2 separate regions of the Hordeum vulgare genome follow, and region 1 is linked to region 2. A link is a contact called in public Hi-C data. All regions are on one chromosome and are shown on one strand. The core of a region is the stretch at or near the end of the contact, and the rest is flanking DNA. Distances in the headings are between cores, read along the strand shown.

The links. A called contact is a pair of places that touch in the nucleus more often than the background predicts.
Region 1: a Hi-C map of leaf shows a contact between it and region 2, with 4 times the contacts expected there. The contact joins the promoter of LOC123410972 here to the promoter of LOC123407866 in region 2. A contact is called at or near these places in 2 of 6 Hi-C or Micro-C datasets (leaf and seedling).

What each region holds. Positions count from the first base shown.
Region 1 is chr7H:69,084,413-69,090,542 of MorexV3_pseudomolecules_assembly, forward strand. LOC123410972 (G-protein coupled receptor 1) reads left to right here and starts at 3,769. Exons shown (of 9, transcript XM_045103889.1): 1 at 3,769-4,035; 2 at 4,835-4,866; 3 at 5,154-5,323; 4 at 5,950-6,044. The coding sequence starts at 3,844. LOC123408311 reads right to left here and starts at 284. Exons shown (of 1, transcript XM_045101441.1): 1 at 1-284. The coding sequence starts at 284.
Region 2 is chr7H:68,946,248-68,951,894 of MorexV3_pseudomolecules_assembly, forward strand. It overlaps LOC123407866 (phosphopantothenoylcysteine decarboxylase-like), which reads right to left and starts at 3,634. Exons shown (of 3, transcript XM_045101102.1): 1 at 3,451-3,634; 2 at 966-1,317; 3 at 280-850. The coding sequence starts at 1,295. The coding sequence ends at 533.

The DNA of each region.
Region 1 (6,130 bases), core at 2,519-5,018, 140 kb after region 2:
GCCCTGCCCTCGACGAGCTCGCGGAGCGCCCTGGCGTAGCTCGCGCGCAGCCGCCGCAGCGTCCGCCGGTACAGCGCCGCCAGCCACCGCACCCGCACCCGCCGCAGCGCCCCGAAGAGCCTCCGCCGGCTCTCAGACGGCCCGCCTCCATCGCCGCCCAGCCTCGCCACCGCCATTCTCTTCCTCCTCCCGCCGCCCCCGCTCGCCGTCGCCCCCGCGTCCGCCCTCCGGCGCCTCGGCATGCGGAACTGCATGGCCCTCCTCGCCGCCCCCGCGTCCGCCATACCGATCAATCAAAATGTATGCTCAGGGTCAGAGATCGGCTCGCTCTCTCGCTCGTTCTTGTCTCTCTCTCTCTTGTTATGCGCCATTGCCACGGGAAGAAGCTATATATAGTATACACGCGCCCCATATGGGGGCTAGCCTTCGTGTCCTCTCTGCTTGTTGTAAGTGAGCCGTCATCTGCGTGCGGCAGTTGAATTTTTAGACTAAGATAACAAAATCTATGACCTATATACAGCTTCAGATGGCGTCTTTTCTTTTTCTTGAAGGGTAGTGCGTCCCATGGAGCGCTCAAGGGCCGGCATTGACCGCCGTGACGTCCATCCATCAACGTTCGAGCAGGTGGTTTAGTCAGTTGGCCACCACAGTCACCAATAATCAACAGAGCAGGCCCCCGTAACCAGGATGCGCCAATCTAACAGGCCACTGACTCATACGTACGTCTCTGTGTGTGTGTGTGTGTTTATGGCACTGCGAGACAAAAGCACTGTGATTAAGCTATTGCGATCGAGCTCGCCTGCTAAGCTAGCTGCTTGCTGCAAGATAAGCTCGATAATGCGTCAGGATAAACAAATCTTGGCTATGCGACCGACGGCCCGAGCTAAACTAAGATTCCGAGCTAGCCTAATCATGGGCGGACGAGCTGATGGTCATTGACTTGTACTAGATATGACCTGTTCATTTCTGTTAAAGATGTGCGCAAGCTGCTGATTGAGCCCAGTCCATGGGCTGCTGGAGCATGTCGAGCTATTGAATGAAATTGCCCAGATCATTGTGATCGATTCATTGCTGAGGGCACGGTGGAGTTCATTGTGATCGATTCAAATTAAGGGTTAAATATAACGGAGTTGACAAAATTCGTTACAAAAAATGTAGGTCGTTCTAGGAAGGACAGCTAGCTAGGGTGGAATGGGCCATGCAAATAATGCTGCCAGAAAAAGCTCCCTCTTAGAATCACCAAGACTTTTCTTGAAAAATGAACGGAGCTAAGACTTACAAAAGGTCAAATAATTCCAAATATAATTTAAAACAAGATAACATGTTGAAAAGTATTTTGTTGTGCTGGAATCGCCTTACCTTTATTCTTCGTCTCTGATTGTAATGTCACATGAGCATTCAGTTATTGTTTGTTGGGTTTAGTCCCACATCATTTGTGAAAGGAGAGATAACACGACTTATAAGGATGAAGGTGTCCCCTCCTAACAGGCTAGTCGCCTGTCATAAGTTGGTGTTGCTTTTCGGTTGGGCCTGTTAACGCATGTGGATCGGAAACACTGGTATTAGCGGACGCAATCCACGCGCTTGGTGCCGAGCATGGCACAGCATCCTGGTGGGAAAGGCCGGGGCCGCGGGCTGCTGTTTGGGAGCTAACATAGTTGGAAGTCGAGGCGTGCCTCTGCACGTGCGTCGCGCACAAGGGAGCAACGTGTGCCTTTACTACGTTGGGTTGTGCAGTTCAACGGAGCAGCAGACGGGTTTGGATGCATGTGTTCGTACGAGCAGTAGGATGGTAGATTTGTTAAAGAAAAAAGTATGGTACCTGGAGAAGCTAATAACATGGAAAGTAGAGAAGAAGAAGTTGCGTAGAGAAAGGATCCAGCGTGATCAAGTTTTTGCACGGATAATTTTTCTTCTTTGGGTCTAGTTTGCTAAAGAGCTTCAAGCATGTATGCAAAGAAAAAAAAAAGGAAGCTACGTAACAGATTGGTGCTAACCATCAGGAGAAAGAGATAGAAAAGACCAATGAATCTACAGCCTACAAGAGCACGTGGTTCTGAGAAGCCGACTTCTGGGGCGTGAAAACACGCGGCGCAGGTCTGAGAACTTGTGTGGCTTCGACGGACTATGGCGCACGGTTGATTCAAGGCTGTGTACACATGAGAGGTTGAAGTCGACAGGGCGTGGGGTAGCATGGTCAGCTACATGGAGTCATGTTGAAGGTGGAGTTGGAGTCTAGCGGAAGACTTCACTCTGTGTTGATGGAGGGGCTACGGCGTAAGAATTCGGAGAATCGTAGCCTATTTCAGTGGGATAGTGAGAGACGCGCGGATCAGATAGGGTACCAGTGGTCTGATGTAGACGTGATACTCGGCATTGGTCGGTAATGATTGATGGTTCTCTGCAGTAGAGGGTTTGAGTGGTGTGGGTCTGCAGCCCTAGAGACTCGACCAGGACAGCAGATGCTCGACGCGGTGATAGCGGCGAGGCGTGCGGTAAGCACGGGACACAGCGACAGACCAAGACACTACTGGTCAGACATGTGGTCAGAAAAGTTGTGAAAAGGGTGCTGAAGCAGTGTTGGTGAGTATCGGATTCAAGTTGGTGATTGGGTCTATCGGTGCCGGCTTGATGGACGGGAATTTACCATGGAGAATCTGAGAAAGTGACAAAAAGTTTGAATTGTCACAAGCGGAGAGAGTACATGGCCGTATATTTTGTGGGGTTCAATGCACATGGCAAAGTGCGGATGACAAGTACTGAAGGAGGCGGAGTGCTATAGCTGTGGGACATGTCAGAGACTATTCGGGAAAAGGATGAGATAACTGCGAATTAGACTCGGGGTGATACAAGGCGACCATGAAATTCCTTCAAGTTTCATACGGACGGTCAAGAAAGAGCAAGGATGTTGAGTTCAAGTAATTCTTATATGTGGCATTCAATATGTGGGTTGTTTACTTTCACGCAGGTCATTGATCAGTGTGTGATGACGTTGAATGGATACTCCGGAAGTTGGAAGCACAAAGTAGAGTAATAAGGAACTTAACTTTGCTCGAGGGTTGACTACAAAGAAGACGAGAAGGGACTACAGTTGCAGGTGGAGTCACATGAAGTCTGGGAGTAGCAGTGGTGCTCATGGCGTATCTCAAGTCCAATGTACATGGAAGTTTGACACATGAATGAACTCAAGGTGGTGGAAAATATTCGTCAAGGTGGAGTTAGAATCGACAAATCATTTTACTTTGCCACAAACAGAGCATATTCTAGTGAACCACTCAGAAATCATCAAAGTTTGAGAACCTAAATGAACTAGACTGACAAATAAAGAAATTCTAGAATTCTAGTGTAGTTCATCCTCAGGTAATAAGGCATATCTTCTCTGAGAGACAGAGAATGAAGTAATAAAAGAGAAATGTACATGTTTGTTTTGACACTAAATAATTACACATAATTTAAAAGAACGTACATTTCGTTTTGAAAATTATAAACATTAAAAAACAGTTCCGTACAACCTCGTCCTAACTTTTGGTTTTTATTACTCCTTTCCCTGAAAAAACAAACTATTTTACAGCCTTTTTTTTTTACAGTCTAAATTCGTCCAAGTCAAACTGGGGCTTATATTGGGCTGGATGTAAAGCACAACTGACAAGTATAACCCAATCCCAGCCCAGAACTCCCATCGGGAGGCCCAACGAAGCCACGCCTTCGCGACGAAGGCACTCGGCCCCAACCCAACCCAACCCAACAGCCAACGACTTTCACCGGCCGTTCTCCTCTGCGCCACTTCTGTCCTCCCCACCCCCCACCACCACCACCGCAGAGATCGCCGGCGACGGCGACGCGATGGCAGCGTCGGCCCTGGCGGCGTCGGCGGCGGCGAGCCAGTCCATGAGGAACCGCGAGATCCTCGACGCCGTGGGCACCACCGCGGCGGCGCTCTCGCTCGCCGGCTCCTCCTTCATCGTGCTCTGCTACCTCCTCTTCCGCGAGCTCCGCAAGTTCTCCTTCAAGCTCGTCTACTTCCTCGCCGTCGCGGTGAGAGCATCGGATCTGAGAGCCTCGCTTTCCTGTTTTCCTGGGTCTGGGATGCTGATTGCGTGATCTGGCGTGGCCGCGGCTTGGAATTCGGGGCTTGTGCCGCGATCTGCGAGCAGTGGTTTGATAGTTTTGGCCTGTAATTGAGCAATTTTGATGCCTCGTGTCGTTAGTTTGCACACAATGGTTTGGTGCGGGAAGTAGTAAGGGCCGGGATCTTCAGAAATGTGCGTCGAATTTTTACCCATGATGCTTATTTCTGCCAGTTGGGGCCATCATAGATTCATTCTCACGATGGTTTAGTAGCTGCAGTAGCTGTGGCACGACGCTAAGCATGTCTTATATTATGATTAGCTTGAATTGTTGATCAACTTAACACTTGTTTTTATTATAAGATGAACTGAAGATAATTGAGATCATGTGACCTGTTGCCATTCCCACATGGGCCGCTCCAGTTTAATGAAGCTAAGCGGTAGGATGTCTTTCACATATATACTTGAATGCGGAAAAACCGGGCATCCAATAGGCATTTCTTAAATTGTTCATTTGCAAGAGATCACATTGCCCCCTAGCTCTATTTTATTTATTTTTGTTGAGAATTGTAACCAGTGGAATGATGAGCATCTGCCCATTTTTATTTCGACAATATAATGCGGAATATTTCTTAGAAAAAGGAAATACATGTCCAGTCAAGGTGCTCCGCCTATACTAGTGAAAGCATTATGTGAAGCAAACTTTCTTCATTGCTTTAGCTACTGTATATGCTTTAGTTTTCTGACAGTGTTCACTTGAATTGCAGGATATGCTTTGCAGCTTATTTACTATAATGGGGTATGTTGCTGTCTGTATAATTTTAATATACTCTCTGATGAACGCAGTTGCTTCCTGTCTTTCTGATTATATCCACATCAACATTTTATCATGGGTAGCATATATATGATATTTCCCTACAATTATCAATAGGAGGAATGTAAACGGAATGTATAGCACTTTTTTCTGCTAGAACAAAACAGACTGTTCTTTTTTCTCTTCCGTATTTTACAATGATATTTTCCATGCAGCTTGATTGCTCGGTTTGTGGCAGATTAATTTAGTGAATTTGTTATATGATGTTGCAGGGGCCCAGCAAATGCATTCTATTGCTTTGCGCATGACTACAGTGCACATTTCTTCTGTGTGGCTTCTTTTCTATGGACAACCACTATAGCATTCACTCTTCATCGCACGGTTGTCAAGCACAAAACTGATGTTGAGGAGTTTGGATTCATTTTCCACTTGTATGTATGGGGTATGTATGTTGTTCACCACTTTGGCACTTATCTGCTTTCTTTATGTTTCCAAATTACTTGCAGCGACCTGTCCAACCAGTTAAAAAGCATGCTTTGAATAGATTACATTTTTTAAAGCTTCACAAATTCATAGCTGTTTCATCACTCATCTAGGTGTAGCTAATTTGCCGATGAATATGGAAATTTTCAGACGACATAGCTGTCAGCTGTGTTGGATGCATCAGGCTTTGTATCTCTTAATATTCAGGTTGCTATATCTAATGGCAACATTTATATACCGCGTACGTATGTAACCCCTTTTTTGTGTTGCTATTTTCAACCCTGCCTATGCCAGTTCCAATTTCTGTTGTTTGTCCAATCAGATGCTCCTGCCTATTTATCTCGAAAATGAGTACTAGTGATTGCATTTGCTGGCATCATATAGTTGTAACTGGTAACCAGCCATGTTAGTAACTTGTGCTGCAGATTTTGTCTATGCATCATCTGAGTTTACCGCCCCAGGTGCTTCGTTGCAGATGATCACTGTGCTCAAAACATCCATTTCTCTTTATTATATTTTCGGCCTAGTTCACATTATGTGTATATGGGTTGCTTTAAACAGAGAGCCTCCTTCTGTTGATTCCAGGAACTTCACTAGTTACAACTGTATTACGTTCAATAGGAAGTGATTACGGAAGGCCAGGGACCTGGTGTTGGATCCAGCAGGGAAGCATGGGAAAGGTACATCTTTCTCTTTTATTAAGAGCTTGTTAATTTGGTTGTACACACTCCTGTTGCTTAAACTAAGATACATTTGATCCTATTTT
Region 2 (5,647 bases), core at 2,384-4,883:
CCAAGCAGATGCTTATCTGGCTTTTGGACTTACCTTATCCTGTTGCCCAGTCACAGGTTCCGATTCACCGGAGCACTTACCCGCGCCACGTCAGGTTCGCACAATGCTCCGATCCTGACAGTGTCCAACCACAACGATGGGGAAAGCGAATTCTGCTTCTCCTTAATCAATCGATGAAGCAGGCAAATTTTTCGCCTCCGTTTCGGAAAAGAATTCCGCTTCTTGCTGACACCTGGTGAGAGACCCAGCAAGAGCTATTTGCAAACCATCACAGCAGAATTCAGAACAACATTATTTATAGCTGGAGCAACAGCAATTCCCCAATCTCTACGTCTACGCCCTAACGTCTACTACCACATAACAAATAAGCTGATCCATATCCCACAGGTACGATACTTCGGTTAATACAGACACCACCGATGAACAGAACACCTGGTGATACCCTTCACTTTCTCAAACCCTGATGATGTGGGCGGCATAGAAAAACCTCGAGTACTAGACCACCTGAACATAGTGACCATCACCGCATCGGCTAGACGGGGTGGCCGCTGGAAGGGTGCGCGGGCGAAATGCCCGTGCCAAACGTCTGCGACTTGCACGCGAGCCTCACAGTCGTGTGGATCTGCGAGGGCTCAGCCATCGCGCCGTTCCCGTAGTCGCCGCAGGCCAGCCGTTTCGTGGTGGGCGGGACCAGGGAGATGCCCAGTTGGTTCATGGTCTCGATGTGGCGCGCCGTGAATGGGTTGTTCCACATGAAGGTGTTCATGGCTGGCGCGGCGAAGATCGGCTTCTTGTAGTCCCACGCTCGGATAATGCACGTCAGGAGGTTGTCGCATAACCCGCCGGCGATCTGCAAAGCTAACGAAATGTCAGCCTGTGCTGGAACAAGAGCAGCTTGATGGTCTCTTAACTGAACAGGGACACGGCATTGAATACAGAGGTTCATGGAACAAGAGACAACAGACCTTGGCCAGAGTGTTTGCTGATAAGGGGGCGATCACCATGATGTCTGCCCACTTTCGCAGCTCTATGTGCAGAACCTCGTCTCCTATCTTTGTCCAGGTAGACCACTCATCATCATCAGTGTAAAGGACGACGTCGCTTGGCAGAGATGATCTGTCAACAAAGTGCAATGCTGACTTGGTCGCCACAGCTCGGACTTCCGCCCACTCGGAGAAGATACGGCAGAGGCTCTCGAATTTTATAGCAGCTACACTCCCTGACGCAGCAAGGAGGACCCGAGGCCTGCTGGATTCCAGCTCCCAGCTTTGCTGTACCGGTTCTGATGTAGCCATCTGCTTCACTTGGAGCCCTCAACTGCATTTGAATTACAGGCGTTCAGAGGATTTATGGTGATACAGGAAAACATGATCCACGGTGCATATTCTGGAAACAAAATAAAGAAAATCAAGAAGAAAAATCGTTCCAAAGAAGCAAACAATATTTATGTTGTCCCAGAATTCAAGTGTCCCTGAAATTTATCTAGTAGTACCGCTCAGAGAATAATACGTCTGCATCCATTATCATCAACACAGAAATCAAGTGTTATCAGTTCAACACTCCAACTAAGGTGCAGTTTGGTTGCACTGCATGAGGGAAAACATTAACATCCATAAAAACATAACTAATGGCTCTAATTTATCAATTACATCTTCTAATAGGGTCAAATGTTCATTTGAGAGAAGTAGACACTAGACACTGGAATGGAAAGGCAATATGAGATAATCAAACAAATAATCTGATACCTGATGTTACTATCAATATAGCACACATTATGTATCTGAAGACCAAACGTGTACATGCATTCACAAGTTCCAGTATGATAATTGTTTAATTTCCCAGATTTACATTACGAAATAAATTAAATCCAACGCAACCACGTTTCAGCTACTTCAGTAGCTCATGTCCAAATAAGGAAGTTGCATCTAGCATTTCCTGGGTTATTTTTCACACACGAGAACACCATGCGGATGGAACTTGTTGTTTCCTTTCTACAGTACAATTTTGTCATTGGCATTTCGGCTCCAATGCTAGTAGCCATACTTAACAATTTGGCCTTTTCTACAATTTGCAGAATTTGGCTGAGTTTAGTTGACTCTTGATGGTTGCTGGAGATGCTGGAATTTCCGTGCTCTCATCAAGTCAATCATGTATAAATGGCATGAAACCATCAAAGATATTTTTAGTATGATTCAAGTGCCCAAAATTAATAAGGAATTCTGGTCACCAAAACTAAGCAAAGGTAACCAAGACTATCAAAGTTGTGGTGGTTGTTATTGCACAGCCACGATCACTGTGCCAAGTTACCACAGAAGTCATCCCACCGAAAACATGGTCGATATGTCCTGACAGATCAGATCAGGACCGGATTGTTTCTTGATAGTTCACCTTGGGTAATAATTCACATTCCGGGATGGTGATCTCCACCTGATCTTAGGAAGGATATACTGTATCTAGCAAAGCCTTTGGATATCCGACAATAACTTACTTTTCCTTTGGAGAACAGCAAAACAATCTAATGAATTCAAGTAAAACCAGGCATTCATGCTTAAGTATTTTGTACTAAAATAATTTTTTTGTTTAACTGCTTGATCCAAATTTACTTGCTCAAGTAAAATCTGTTAAATCATAGAAGGTCTAACGCTTTAATTTTCGGCACTACTTCAGATGTGCAGAACTATGCTTATGTCCGAACTATGTTAAACTTACTATGCATAGTGTAAAAGTTTGGCTGCTGAGTGTTTACCTTACATATAAGAACTAAGAAGTCTCCCTAGATTGCAACCAAAATATAATACATATCATAGCAAAAGTGGCTGGCAGTCTGACACGATTATGTAAGGATTGATAGATCGACTGTGAACTCAATACGTCAAAGGAAGAACTAAGGCACTGGATCAGCCCGCTTCGCTTCCTTCTCTGCCCTGAGACCCTTTGGCGGTCGACCGATTTCTGTTGCACACCAACAGCGATTGCTGCCTTTTGTGTCAAATCACACACGAAATTCATGCCATCAAAATATCTAATGTAACTTGCATTTTGCAAACCTATGAGGCATATACTATAACTTAACATTTGTATGGAAACTGCATCAGAAAAGCCACTGGCGTTTTTTTAGGGACGAAAAGCCACTAGTCTGGGCATAACTCCCCTATGATTCTCTGTAAGCATGGAGGACACATGAAACAGATCCAAATCGCTGCCCTCAAACGTAACTTGCATTTCGAAACCACATGAAGAGAATCAACATATAGCCTAACATTTTGCCTGAAATCCACTACTCCCGTATCTGGGGACGAAAAGGCACTAGTATTCTGTATAAGCATGGAGGCCACAGGAAACAAATCCAAAAAGAGATTAGCTATTCCGGCAGCAACTTAATGGGTCCGTCCCTCACAAATTACTGCGACCACAGCAGCATCGCAGATTCAGAGTCCACGATCTACTCACCTCAGAGGCGATCTGGTAGGAGCGCAGGCAAATAAGCGGTTGAAGATGGCGGCGGAGGCGGTAGGTTCGAAGGGCGTCGTCGGCCGGCGGTAGGTGGAGGCAGCGGCGGCGGCGGCGGCGACCGAGGCTGCCCGGAGCGGCGCGCCGCGGGCGGAGGGAATTGGGGAGCGACTGGAGGCGCTGGCCGCTGGGGAGCGTCGGGACTTGGGCTGGTCACTTCTCACTTGGTCAGGGGCATCGCTGGTCCGGTGCTGGGCCTTCCAGGCCGAAATCCTGCTCCCCTACGGATTGGTGCTTCGGCCCTCTTTTACCAGGACTGGGTCGTAAAACAAAAATATCCTACTAAAAACAAATATAAGTTGAAATATGTTGAGTAGAGGTTGTGAAAGAATGATTAGAAAACGGGATCGCCTGGGACTCAGCCGGCTGAGACATAGTTATGTCTCAATCAGCTGACGTCAGCTGACGATTTTTTCGAATTTAAACATGATTTTCTCTCGCTAAGCAATCCTTTCGGTTCATTCAATCTGGTTTTCTCGTTATGGCCCCGTTTTCTTGTCTTTTTTTTAAGGGATGAAAAACTGTTTTATTGATCACTATTGCGGATTACAGGTATAATAGTAGTATCAAAGAGTTCGAGAAGCCACACATGGCGTCCCTCCCCTAAATGCAGAGCATATCGAGCTAAGTGATGAGCTTCCATGTTGGATAATCTTCCTTCATGGGTAAACGATATATATTGAAAGTCACTCCTTCCATCAGATATTTCCTTAATAATAGGGCCGGTTATTCCTTCAGATCCCGAGTTGATTTCTTGAATAGCATTCAGACAATCAAAAGCCACGGCAACCTTCTGCAGTAATAAGTCTCGTCCCAAAGATTGAGCTTCACAGCAAGCAAGGGTTTTCAAAATTAGAGGATCAGTTAAACCGTGGAAGACGACGGCTGATGAGCCCAGGTAAGCTCCCTGTTCGTCCCTGCAGACTGCACTGATCGCTCCTATAGGAGGAGCCTTGCAAACTGCACCGTCGACATTGATCTTTGTCCAACCCGCAGGGGGCTTGATCCATCGTCGAGTATTGGAGTGAACTGGTTTAGGATTTGATGTTGATGTTGCCTTGTTCAGTTCCAACTCTGCTATATAGCGGTTGACGAAGGCTAGTGTAGCTCCTGGACTTTGATGCTCTCCTTCATGAATAAGCTTGCGTCGGGCGAACCAGATCGCCCAGAGTGTTATCGTGATCTTGGTCATCTCGGTCGCACAAACTGATGATATCATGGAGAATAGCCAAGACTTCGCGTCTGGTTCCGCAGTAGCCAACATGTGCTCCACTAGCTCTGAATTGTGTAGTACCCAGACACAGCGAGCCATAGTGCATGTAAGCAGGGAGTGGATCCAAGAGTCCTCTGCCCCGCATATTGCATGCCCGGGAGGGTGCCATATTGCGGTGGTGTCGAACGTCTGCTGTCGGTAGAGAGGTCTGGGCCAATCTCCACAAGAAGATCTTGATTTTCGAAGGGACCTGGATTCGCCACATCTCATCCCAACATTTCCTCTCTCTGTTGACGTCCGCCGGGCCGCCATTGCCTTCGAGCCAGGCCTCCCTTCGGAGCTTGGTAGTAATAAGCATGCGATAACAAGACTTGACGGAAAACAAACCTTTCTTATCCTGGGACCATGACCAGAAATCTTCAGTGTCTGGTGCTTAGAGGGATGTTGAGAATCACGTCAGCATCAATCGGTAGAAAAGTTGAGGTGATCAACTCAAGCTTCCACCTGGCTTATGTGTGATCGATAAGCTCGGCAACCATGGTAGGGCGTTGGGCCGTAAGACATGCAATAGGTTGCATGGAAGCTTCTTTAGGGAGCCAGTTTTGGTTCCATATCTCTGTGGTTGAGCCGTCCCCGATCCGTTTGATCAGTCCTAACTTGAGAATCTCCTTCCCTTCGATGATTGCACGCCATATTTGTGATGTGTTATTTCCAAGCTTAGACTCCAGGAAGCATGTGGAGGGGTAGTATCGTGCCTTTAGGATCCTACCACTTAAGGATTCCGGAGCCTTGAGCAGGCGCCAAGCTTGTCTAGCAAGTAAGGCGAGGTTAAATAGTTCAATGTCTTTAAAACCCAATCCACCTTCATATTTAGGCCGTGTCATCACCTCCCACAATACCCAGCTAGTTTTTCTTTCACCGTTC